Linked DNA regions of Mus musculus: regions 1 and 2 are each linked to region 3. The links are chromatin contacts, called in public HiChIP or PLAC-seq maps. All regions are on one chromosome and are shown on one strand. Each heading gives the region's core, a stretch centred on a gene start, on an enhancer-like site or on the middle of the called end of the contact. The rest is flanking DNA. Distances are from core to core; before and after follow the strand shown.

Region 1 (2,946 bases), core at 423-2,922, 120 kb after region 3:
TTTCCCCCTTGTGACTATTAAGGCATTGGAAGGTCAGTCTCCTGGTAGAGAAAGTAGTGGAAGACATGGAGAGCTTCCAGAGTGAATGTTCGGTGTCTCTGGCTCATTATGACCTGTAAGGAGACAGTTGTCTGAGTCCAGTAGTCTTAAGGACAACTTCTCCATCTTACTGGTTGGGTCAAACTGAGTTCATGTTCCCAGGCCCAGGAACCAACTCTGATTCTGTTGTTTCACATGCTTCTTGCTTGTCTGATAACCAGTAAAGAATATATAAAAAAAAAAAAAAAAAAAGAAGTTGCCTGTTAAGGAAACTAAGGTACACACGCCATAAATCTATACACTGATTGCCTGTCATGACCTAACTGATTACATGCAGCTTGCCCACCCCTTTGCACCCTTATCATTTTGAGTTACAGGCCAAATGTCCAGGATTTCAAGGACATTGAAACTGGGTGGCCCCAGATAAGGCCCAGTCGCCAATGTGCATCACCTTCCTGACTGACTGCTCCCAGTCAGGGGCAGAGCCACAATGGAAACTCCTTTGTTCAACCCATTGTGTCAAAATATGAGTGGACGGGCTGGAGAGATGGCTCAGCGGTTAAGAGCACTGACTGCTCTTCTGAAGATCCTGAGTTCAATTCCCAGCAACCGCATGGTGGCTCACAACCATCCGTAAGGAGATCTGGCGCCCTCTTCTGGAATGTCTGAAGACAGCTACAATGTACTTACATGTAATAAATAAATCTTTAAAAAAAAATATGAGTGGACAATGCTACAGCCCACCCGGCTTCCCCCTGAACTTGTGGTTTCATCCTTTAATATGCTATACTATTTCCCTTCAGGTATGCAGTAGAGATCCCGAGCTGGCTACCTCTCTGTGTACTCAGAGAATAAAACTTTCATTTTAAGCTGCTGTCTTTGAAATCAATTTTCTTGGCTTCTCCCCGAACCTAACAGATCCACTGTGAAGCTCTTGGTCCAAAATCAGTGTTGATCTGGGAGGCTGAGACCATTTTACATTCCTGAATATAGAGGATTTCCTTGGGCAAAGAAACCTTTTTGGCTGACGTCCAAAGGCTGCTTTTCAGACCTGTTGAATCCTTTGTAGAAAACTTCGGGTGTGCAATTCCATTTTTCTCCAGACAATTTATAGTTGAATTCATTGTTGATATGTTTTAATTTTCTTGGCAGAAAACGGGTATATTGAAACACAAGGTTTGCGAAAGCTTTAGCTTAACCTCCCCAAATCTTGAGCTTGCATGTCAGGTCCTCTTTTTTTCCCTATGCCCCCAGATTGACATAGGGACTCTTCCTAAGGAAAAGTCTTGGGTTTTCTCCTTGGGGTACTGACACTAGAGGCTCCACTGTAAAGCTGTAGCATTAGTTCTTTAGGGGATAGGGTGTGTAGTTGGAAAACGCATGCACTAAGAATCCTGCTGAATGTTTCCTTAAATGCCACAAAACTTCAGGTTGCGCCAGGTTTGTTCTAGTGAAGAGCAAGCTAAAAGGGTCATGAGTGACAACTGTGATTTTAGCTGCAGCGGTACTCAGAAAGGCTGATTTCTTTTTAATTAAGCTCGTAGGAGGCAGGGGGAGTTATTCACCAATCAACGGCGCTGTTATTCCCCTGTCCAATAAGAAGCGCAGATAATCGAAGGGTTCCTCACTTGCTACCATCTTGAAGCCGGTGCAGCTGCGGGAAGAGTCGTGTCAACTCTTCTTCGGTTACTGTCACTTCTTCTAATTTCAGGCTCCTTGGAGAGGACACAGTATGCATCAAAAGCAGAGAATGGTGAGTGTGTCACGGGCTCCTGGCTTCGAGGATGGCAGATCTGTGACACTGCCAGGAGACCAGGGTCCAGTTCTGTCCCTTCACTACGAAACGGGTTTCATGCCAGTCCTTTCAGTGTGGGTCCATGCCTCGAACTTACACCTCTGCAGAATTTGCAGCGCTGGTAGATTGGTGATGCTGAACGCAAACTGCGTTTTGAACGACAGAGGGTGTGTGAGCGCTGTTGCGGGTCTTTCTGCCCTTGCACTTTCGTTTGCCCTGCTGTAGTTTTCCTCCGTGATCACGGTGTGTTTTTCTTTCGTTTTCTTTATTTTTTTCAGCTGTTGGGGGTCCCCCCAAAACAAAACACAAGCAGGCACAAGAGTCCAGCAAAGCAAGATCTTTATTTTAATTAAGCAGAAAAACCTGACCGGTCAGGGACAATAGCATAGACCCCGTCCCGGAAGGAAAATTGCACAGCATATTTCGGATGAGACCTCAGAGCAAAGGGGAGTGGAGTGAGTGGGCTGTAGCGTTGTCCAGCCGTATTTTGACATAAGGGGTTGGGCAAGGGAGTCGCCAATGTGATTTTGATGACTCCTGCGGCTTGTCACAGGAAAGGGGTAAAGGAATCATTGGTGATGAAGCCTCCCCTGGGCCACCTGGTTTCAAGGCTTTTTTCTCAGAATCTTGGTGGTCAGGCCTCATCCTGGACATTTGGTGAGTAACTCAAAATGATGAGGGGCAAAGGAGCTGGTTCCTGGGCCTGGGAACACGGACTCAGTTTGTTTCTGTCAGCAGGATAGTGAAGCTGTCCTTGAGATGCGTGGATTCAGACAACTGTCTCCTTACAGTAGGGCCAGTTGAACCCGAGGCTTTATTTATGTTAGGCAAAGGCTCCTTGTTGTGTAGAGGGCATTTTTCTCCATTGGAAATCTATTTCAACCTCGCTTTTGAGCTCTCTTTTGAATAATAATGCTGGTCAAAATAGTTAAAAGTGGAAATATGGAAAAATGGGGGGAAAGCCTGAGGGAAGGGATTCATGTAGCTGTAATTTGGTTTTCCTTGGTGGGTTTCTCCGAACAGAAAGAATTAGGAGAGTTCGTCAATTAGTCTTTAATTGGAATACAGTTCTTGGAAGAAATATTAAATCTTTGGTGTTTTTGCCTTCAACT
Region 2 (3,218 bases), core at 477-2,976, 68 kb before region 3:
TCAGGGATTCAATGCCAGTCCTAAGAATCCTTAGTCTAAGAGTACAGGTCAGGGAATTTGGAGGAAGAGTCCCTTGAATCTGCATCCTGGTTAGCTTCAACTGTCAACATGGCACAGTCTATAGTTATCTGAGAAGAGCATCTCAATTGAGAAATTGTCTGGATCAGATTAGCATGTGGATAGTTAATTGATGTGGGAAGGCCCAGTCTATGATGAAAAGAACCTTCCCTAGGCAGGGGGTCCTGGGCTGTATAAGAAAGCTATTTTAGCATGAGTTTATAAGCCAGCCAGCATTCCTCCATGGTGTCTGCTTCAAGTGCTTGCCTGAGCTTTCCCTCTGAATTCCTTCAATGATGAACTGTGACCTGAAAATAATAAGCCAAAAGAACCCTTTCCTCACGAGCCATGCTGCCTTCAGTCAGTATGTTACTGCAGCGACAGGATGAGACTAGAGCAACCTGCAAGGCTCATTGGAAAAGCAGGTGCCACTGAAATGAGACAAGGAAAAGACGGCGGGGGGTGGGGGGGGGTGGGGGGGGTGGGGGGGGGTGGAGGGGGGCGTGGGGGCGGGCTGCTTGTAGTTAGTTCATGTTGCAGGTTATGCCAAACCTAGAATGGCTCCATTGTGTTCAGCAACAACGTTAATCTGATTTGCTCGAGTTTTAAGCATAAGATCTCATAGAGGAAAAAGAGCTACTATTTGCCAGCACTCCAGAAGGCACAAAGTGACATCAGTAAACAACTCCTGAAAATGTACCAAATTTTATCAAAAACACTAGACGCATGAGCTTATCAACCACAATATATGCAACCCCTCACCTGAATTTCTACAAGGAGCACCCCAAAACCAGAGTGTGGCACACAGGCAGTGATCACAGGGTCAGCTGTCAAGAGAAGGGGAATAACCGTGGGCAAGGACTCCCTCCCGCCTTTGTCCTCGCAGTTTCTCCGGCTTAGTTGATCGATGAGAATTATTCGATCCTCAACAGCCCTCTTTGTCCCCGTATTAGCTCCAATGCCTGGACTCCAGTAAAGCTTTGTGTGCTTTCAAGCCTTTCTAACACTTTCTTAACCATTCTGCAACCTGTGTTTTGGTTCATTATTGTGTGAAATGTTAATATGTGGTTTAATGTTAGTGATTAAGATTGGAATAAAAGAGCAGTGGCTGCCCACGGCCAGAAAGAAGGCAAAATCGGGCTTACTTGGAAAACTGTAGTCAAGGAAAAAGAATTTATTGGCTATTTAATAAATCGTGACAGTGTAAAAAAGATCCATGTCTCTGTATGTTTCAGAATAACATGCACAAGATCCGGGGGTCAACACACCTCTTACCTCCTCTGGTGCAGAACCCCCAACCCGAGTACCTAGTCTCCACCACCCTCTGCCACCACCACCCACTCTGCCTAGACCTGGCACTGCGAGAGACCAGATGTGTCTGCTTCAGTGAGCGCTCAGCAAGAGACAGGGCAGCCTGGACCAGCTCCACCCGGAGGATCCCGCTCTGAGGCTCATCAGAGTCAGAGAGACCCCTCTGCAGACGAGAGCTGTACCCCACTGCCACAATCGCCCGCACGAACCATTTCCAGAGACATGATGTCCTAGTGTCCTCTTGTAGTTCCTGCAGTCAGTGGAGGTGAGGCAGAAATGGAGTAGAGAGAGAGAGAGACCTGGAGATTCCCTGTACAGATGCTAACAATCCAGATCCCCAAATAAGGCGGGGACCAAAAGGGGATGTCTCAGTGATACGTAGCGGCCATCTTCCTAATGCCTGGATATTTCATTGGATATGCATCCCAAAACAACTTGCCTGGTTGGCCATCAATCCACAGACCCGCCTCCTAAAGCTTTAGCGACTGGAGGAGCACACTCACCTACCACATTGAGATTCAAATTAGAAATTTTAGGTTCAAGCCTACCCAGACTGCATAGAGTACTTTCCTAGATCCTCACTGGCCCCACAGTGGGAAAGGGCAGAAGCAGAGCCCTGTCCCAGCTTTCCTGACCCAACACTTGCTCAGCGGGCAATTCTTGCTTCCTCCCCTTTCTGATGGGGTTACAGAAGCACAGAGGGATTCCAGACTCGGTGTCTATGGAAACAGCCCCATCGCACCATAGAAGACAAAAGGCATACCAGGTCTGGAATAGGAGAGAGAGGGGAGAGGGGAGAGGGGAGAGGGGAGAGGGGAGAGGGGAGAGGGGAGAGGGGAGAGGGGAGAGGGGAGAGGGAGAGAGGGAGTAAGGGAGGGAGGGAGACAGACACAGAGAGAGTGTGTGTGAGGGAGGGATGGAGGCTACCTATATTCAGTCAATAGCATAGAAAACATATGAAGGAATGAAATTATTGAAGGCATACAGAAAGTGGAATTTATAGAAAGAGGTCAAACATACCAGCAAAGTCCTCACGCTTTAACAAGGATCCAGTGTTTAATTTGACCCAGTGACTTCTGGTGTGTTCCACAAGCACACTATTATCTGACTCCAAATAGTCAATGTTTGGACAGGAGGTGCTGTACAGTTCAGCTTGTCCATGCAGATATATACAAGGGTCAAATGCAAGAGAGACACTGAGTCAGATTGTTCCTGATGGCTGTTACTAAACTTGAGGTCACAGTCTATAAGAAGCCAGGTTCAGCCACCCAACCTCGTGAAGACAAACATGCAAATTAGTAGGGAAAACCAGAAAAGAAGAAATTTATGCAATGTGGCTATGTTGGGAAGAGGAACAAAAAGACCCAGTGATTCCCCACTAGTCTATCTTGGGGTTACTAAAGTGAGACTGAAGTTTAAGTTAAAGCCCAGGGCATACTAAGCAGTCCAGGATGAGGGGTGATGCCACCCATTACTGGACTGTCACCATCTCTGTGAGGTTGTTCATCCCTTTCCTGGAGGAGATGAGCATCAGCTCTGGCCCAGGGTTTTCTTCTCCCAATACCAGATTCCCAGAGAAATCTCAATTTCTTGGAATTCACTGTTTCAATATTGTTAAAGCTAAAGGCTCTTTTAAGAAAACATTCATTTCTGTCAGGTTAATGTCAAATACAACAGTGGGGCCTAAAAGGGAAGGAAATAAAGAGACTACTCAGAAAGGGCAGCGGTATCCATTTTAAGGCTTTGGAGGAAGAGGTGATCCTGCACTTGGAGGAAGAAGTCTTTTAACGTGTGACTTGGAGGGAAGAAAGATGGCTGCCGCAAACCCATTATACAAGATATGCCATTCG
Region 3 (3,267 bases), core at 704-3,203:
AGAGCAATCATATACATAAAATAAATAATTAAAAAATGTTGGGGCTGGTGAGATGGCTCAACGGATAAGAGCACCAACTGCTTTTCCAAAGGTCCTGAGTTTAAATCCCAGCAACCACATGGTGGCTCACAACCATCTGTAATGAGATCTGACGCCCTCTTCTGGAGTGTCTGAAGACAGCTACAGTGTACTTACATATAATAAATAAATAAATCTTAAGAAAAAAATGTTTATCATGGGCTGAAGAGATAGCTCAGAGTTTAGGATCCTGGTTCAATTCCCAGCACCCATATGGCAGTTTACAACTCCTGTTTGTAACTCCAGGTCCAGGAGAGCTGGCACCCTCACATAGGCATAAATATACAGGTAAAACACCAATGCACATTCAAAGTAAATAAATCTTTTAAAAAATTTTAAGAACAACATCAACAACAAAAGCAAAAACCATAAAAGCGCATACACAGTGCTACCAGGCCATTGGTTCAGGGCCAAGCTTATTGCGGCTAACTATACAAAGCACTTCTGACTTTATTGTGATTGGTTTCAAAAAAACACCAAAGCACAGAACATAACAGAATATGCAATCAACCTGGACATGAGGAAGTCTCCTAGTGACAGCAATAGCAGCATGCAGTGGCTTGCTAAACAGGCAGGCAGCAGTTCCCCAGGCGTTAACACTTTCCAATGTACAGACACTGAATGCATCTTTTCTGCTTTTCACCAATATTTGGCTCTTCTTTATTGGCTTACTGAGAACAGGGGGCTGGGCCTGACTTGGGGCACAGGTTGGGAATGCCAGCTTCAATAACACAAACGTGTCTGTCTGTTGCCTGACATAACGGGCTCAAGGCTCTTGTGGTCACTGTAAGATGAATGATGTTATAGGTTTGACAGAAAGGGAGCTGAGAAGAGATTCACTGGGTGAATTATAATATCAAGCCTCAGGCAGCTATAACCTAAGGCATAATCTATAACCACAGGCAGACCTACGCTAAGCACGGGCAGTGTGAAAAAGCATCGGAGAAGGAACAGATAGACACTTGAGCCCTGAAGCTGGGTGTGGTGGTGCAAGCCTTTACTCCCAGCTCTGGAGAGGCAGAGAGACTTCTGAGTCTGAGATCAGCCTGGTTCACAATGTGGGTTCCAGGACAGCCAGAAGAACTACACAGAGAAACCCTGTCTGGAAAAGTCCAACTCCCCACCCCCTTACAAAAGACTAGAGAGCCATGACTCTAAGCTATCCTGCATCCAGTCGTTTTCCCCACCTTAACTGCAGCTGAGGTTTAGCTCATGACTTGAGGTTTATGAGAAATTGAGCCAGGTTGTGCAGGCGCCTAGTCATATGGAGTTCTTAACCACAGCATGACCGTTAATTCCGCTCTACCTGCAGAAACAAGAAGACCGGATATGGAGTTTCCCAAACCCTCTGCTCCCAATGGAACCGAACCGAACCAATAAAAAGCTTGAACTTCCTGTGTAAGTCCCCGAGCCCTGTTAGGTGCACTCAACTCATCCAGGGAATAAAGCCGTGCTATTCCAAAAAAGTGGTCTCCGGCTGTCATTGTGTCCGGATGCTTCTCTGCCCCGTTTTGTTTGTTTATAATATTGAGAGTCACAGATACTCTTAGTAGCTGCATCCTGAGACATTACATGGGAGTGTGGCGAGGTTTTAGGTAAAGAGCAGGGCAGTGAATTAACAGCTACCATCCACGTAGATCCCCCTCCCTCATCTCTGCAAAAAAGCCCCAGTTCGACTCCTAAGGCGGCCCACTCACGACCCAGACTGTAGGGGACCCGGGCAGCACGCGCTAAGCTAAGAGACGTTGCAACACCCAAAGCTCAGATAAGGAAAGGCCCGAAGCTCTGCCTGCTGGCCCAGCTCCTTCTAGCAGGATGCCAGAAGCAGCAGGGGCCAGCGGGGACAGACCAGACTCAGCGGCAAGCAGTATCAGCGGTATCCCTTACCGCCTCCAGGTTGCAGCTGCCTCCTCCCACACCTGGGACGCTCAACAGCATTCACCATTTCCTGTCTTTTCGTGTCCTGGTGTCCTCCTGCCACTCCTGCAGTCAATGAATGCGACCTGGAGGCCAAGGACTGTGCTCTAGGATCTGCTTTCAAAGAACACACAGGTACCTAAAATGCGCAGGAAAAGAAACAGATCTGATAGTGGCAGAATGCCTCACTCACAGAACAAACTCCTCGTTGGCCAATCAATACAAGCGCTCAAGTAACACCTTGGACCCACCTCCTCAAGACCCAGGAACAGAGGAAGCAACTTGAACCAGGCAAGGTAGAGCTCAAATTACAGACTCTTGATCTTTCCCGATCCCAGAATCCCGCTGTCGTCCATGCAGGACATTGAGCACCAGCAGGGATTAATGAAGGAATCACACTGGCCATGAAGGCAGTTACAGACCTTGGGGCTCGGTGGGAAACTCCTTTTGTAAGATTTGTGGTAGCTCAAAATGACCATGGTTGTAAAAAAGTTAAGTAAATGTGTTCTTTTCCCAGAATTTGCCTCACTGCAAGGTGTGCTAAGTCTTCCGATTGTATAGAAAAGCCCACACAATGTCTCCGGTCCTTAAGTCTGCCCCCTTAATGCAGTTAAAGGTTAACCAGTGATAAACTGCCAGCCCTAAACTGTGACTGAGAACTGCTCTAAAAAATGTATAAAAGGTGTGTGCTTTAGCTACTCAGGGTTGCTTCTATCCTGATTTCAGAACGACCCCAGCAGGGTGGATTAATAAACCTCTTGCTTTTTGCATCGATCTCCGTCTCTGTGAGTGGGACATCCCGGACGTAAGGCTTTTCGGGTCTTACACTTTCAGAACTATAATCAGCGGCAATATTTGGCTTCCTACTCTTTGGCTGTTGTGGTCTTCCTCAAAGCCAATTCCAAAAGCCAAGTATTTTCCAAAAGGACTGCAGGGCTAGATAGGCATCTTAATGGTGTAAGGGTTCATGATTGTCCGAAGAATGATACAGGGGATTCAAGTAGTATGTAAACACAGTGTTTTATTCTGCAGAAGTCCATCATGCTGGGGTCTCCCACTACCAAGATAAAGACAGAGAGACCCCCCCGAAGTGAGCTCGCAGGCCTGATTTAAAGCACAGTAGGGGAACTCTGGGTAGGTGACCTCTATCTTAATCTGTTGAGTTCATATCTAGGGACATCCCAGAGCCATTATGGGGCGTGGCGGCTGAAAAGTGCTGCTGTCCTTGCCATTGTCCTTGCCTCAGGTTGGGTGGCGCGACAGCTTCCGACT

What was found. HiChIP or PLAC-seq counts read pairs in DNA pulled down with a chosen protein or histone mark.
Region 1: a contact with region 3 is called in an H3K27ac HiChIP or PLAC-seq map of embryonic stem cells, with 5 read pairs. The contact joins the promoter of Zfp952 here to the enhancer-like site in region 3. A contact is called at or near these places in 7 of 39 promoter capture datasets (the C10 cell line, the HPC-7 cell line, embryonic stem cells and 3 more), 2 of 484 Hi-C or Micro-C datasets (both in embryonic stem cells), 3 of 115 datasets of contacts at active chromatin or transcription factors (bone marrow-derived macrophages and embryonic stem cells) and 2 of 9 other capture datasets (adipose tissue and liver).
Region 2: a contact with region 3 is called in an H3K4me3 HiChIP or PLAC-seq map of embryonic stem cells, with 25 read pairs. The contact joins the promoter of Zfp811 here to the enhancer-like site in region 3. A contact is called at or near these places in 8 of 39 promoter capture datasets (3T3-L1-derived adipocytes, the HPC-7 cell line, cranial neural crest and 5 more), 3 of 115 datasets of contacts at active chromatin or transcription factors (embryonic stem cells and trophoblast stem cells) and 3 of 9 other capture datasets (adipose tissue, liver and pancreatic islet).

Annotation. Positions count from the first base shown.
Region 1 is chr17:32,991,467-32,994,412 of GRCm38.p6, forward strand. It overlaps Zfp952 (zinc finger protein 952), which reads left to right and starts at 1,673. Exons shown (of 4, transcript NM_001045559.1): 1 at 1,673-1,792. The coding sequence starts at 1,772.
Region 2 is chr17:32,808,205-32,811,422 of GRCm38.p6, forward strand. It overlaps Zfp811 (zinc finger protein 811), which reads right to left and starts at 1,727. Exons shown (of 4, transcript NM_183177.3): 1 at 1,578-1,727. The coding sequence starts at 1,580.
Region 3 is chr17:32,875,743-32,879,009 of GRCm38.p6, forward strand. No RefSeq gene overlaps it. Among named protein-coding and RNA genes, the nearest start is that of Gm50050, 12 kb to the left of the region's middle. Within about 2 kb of position 1,954, at least 38 of the 459 cell types and tissues checked have an H3K27ac peak or open chromatin away from gene starts, as enhancers often do. A contact at or near this core is called in embryonic stem cells and trophoblast stem cells, where this site is marked.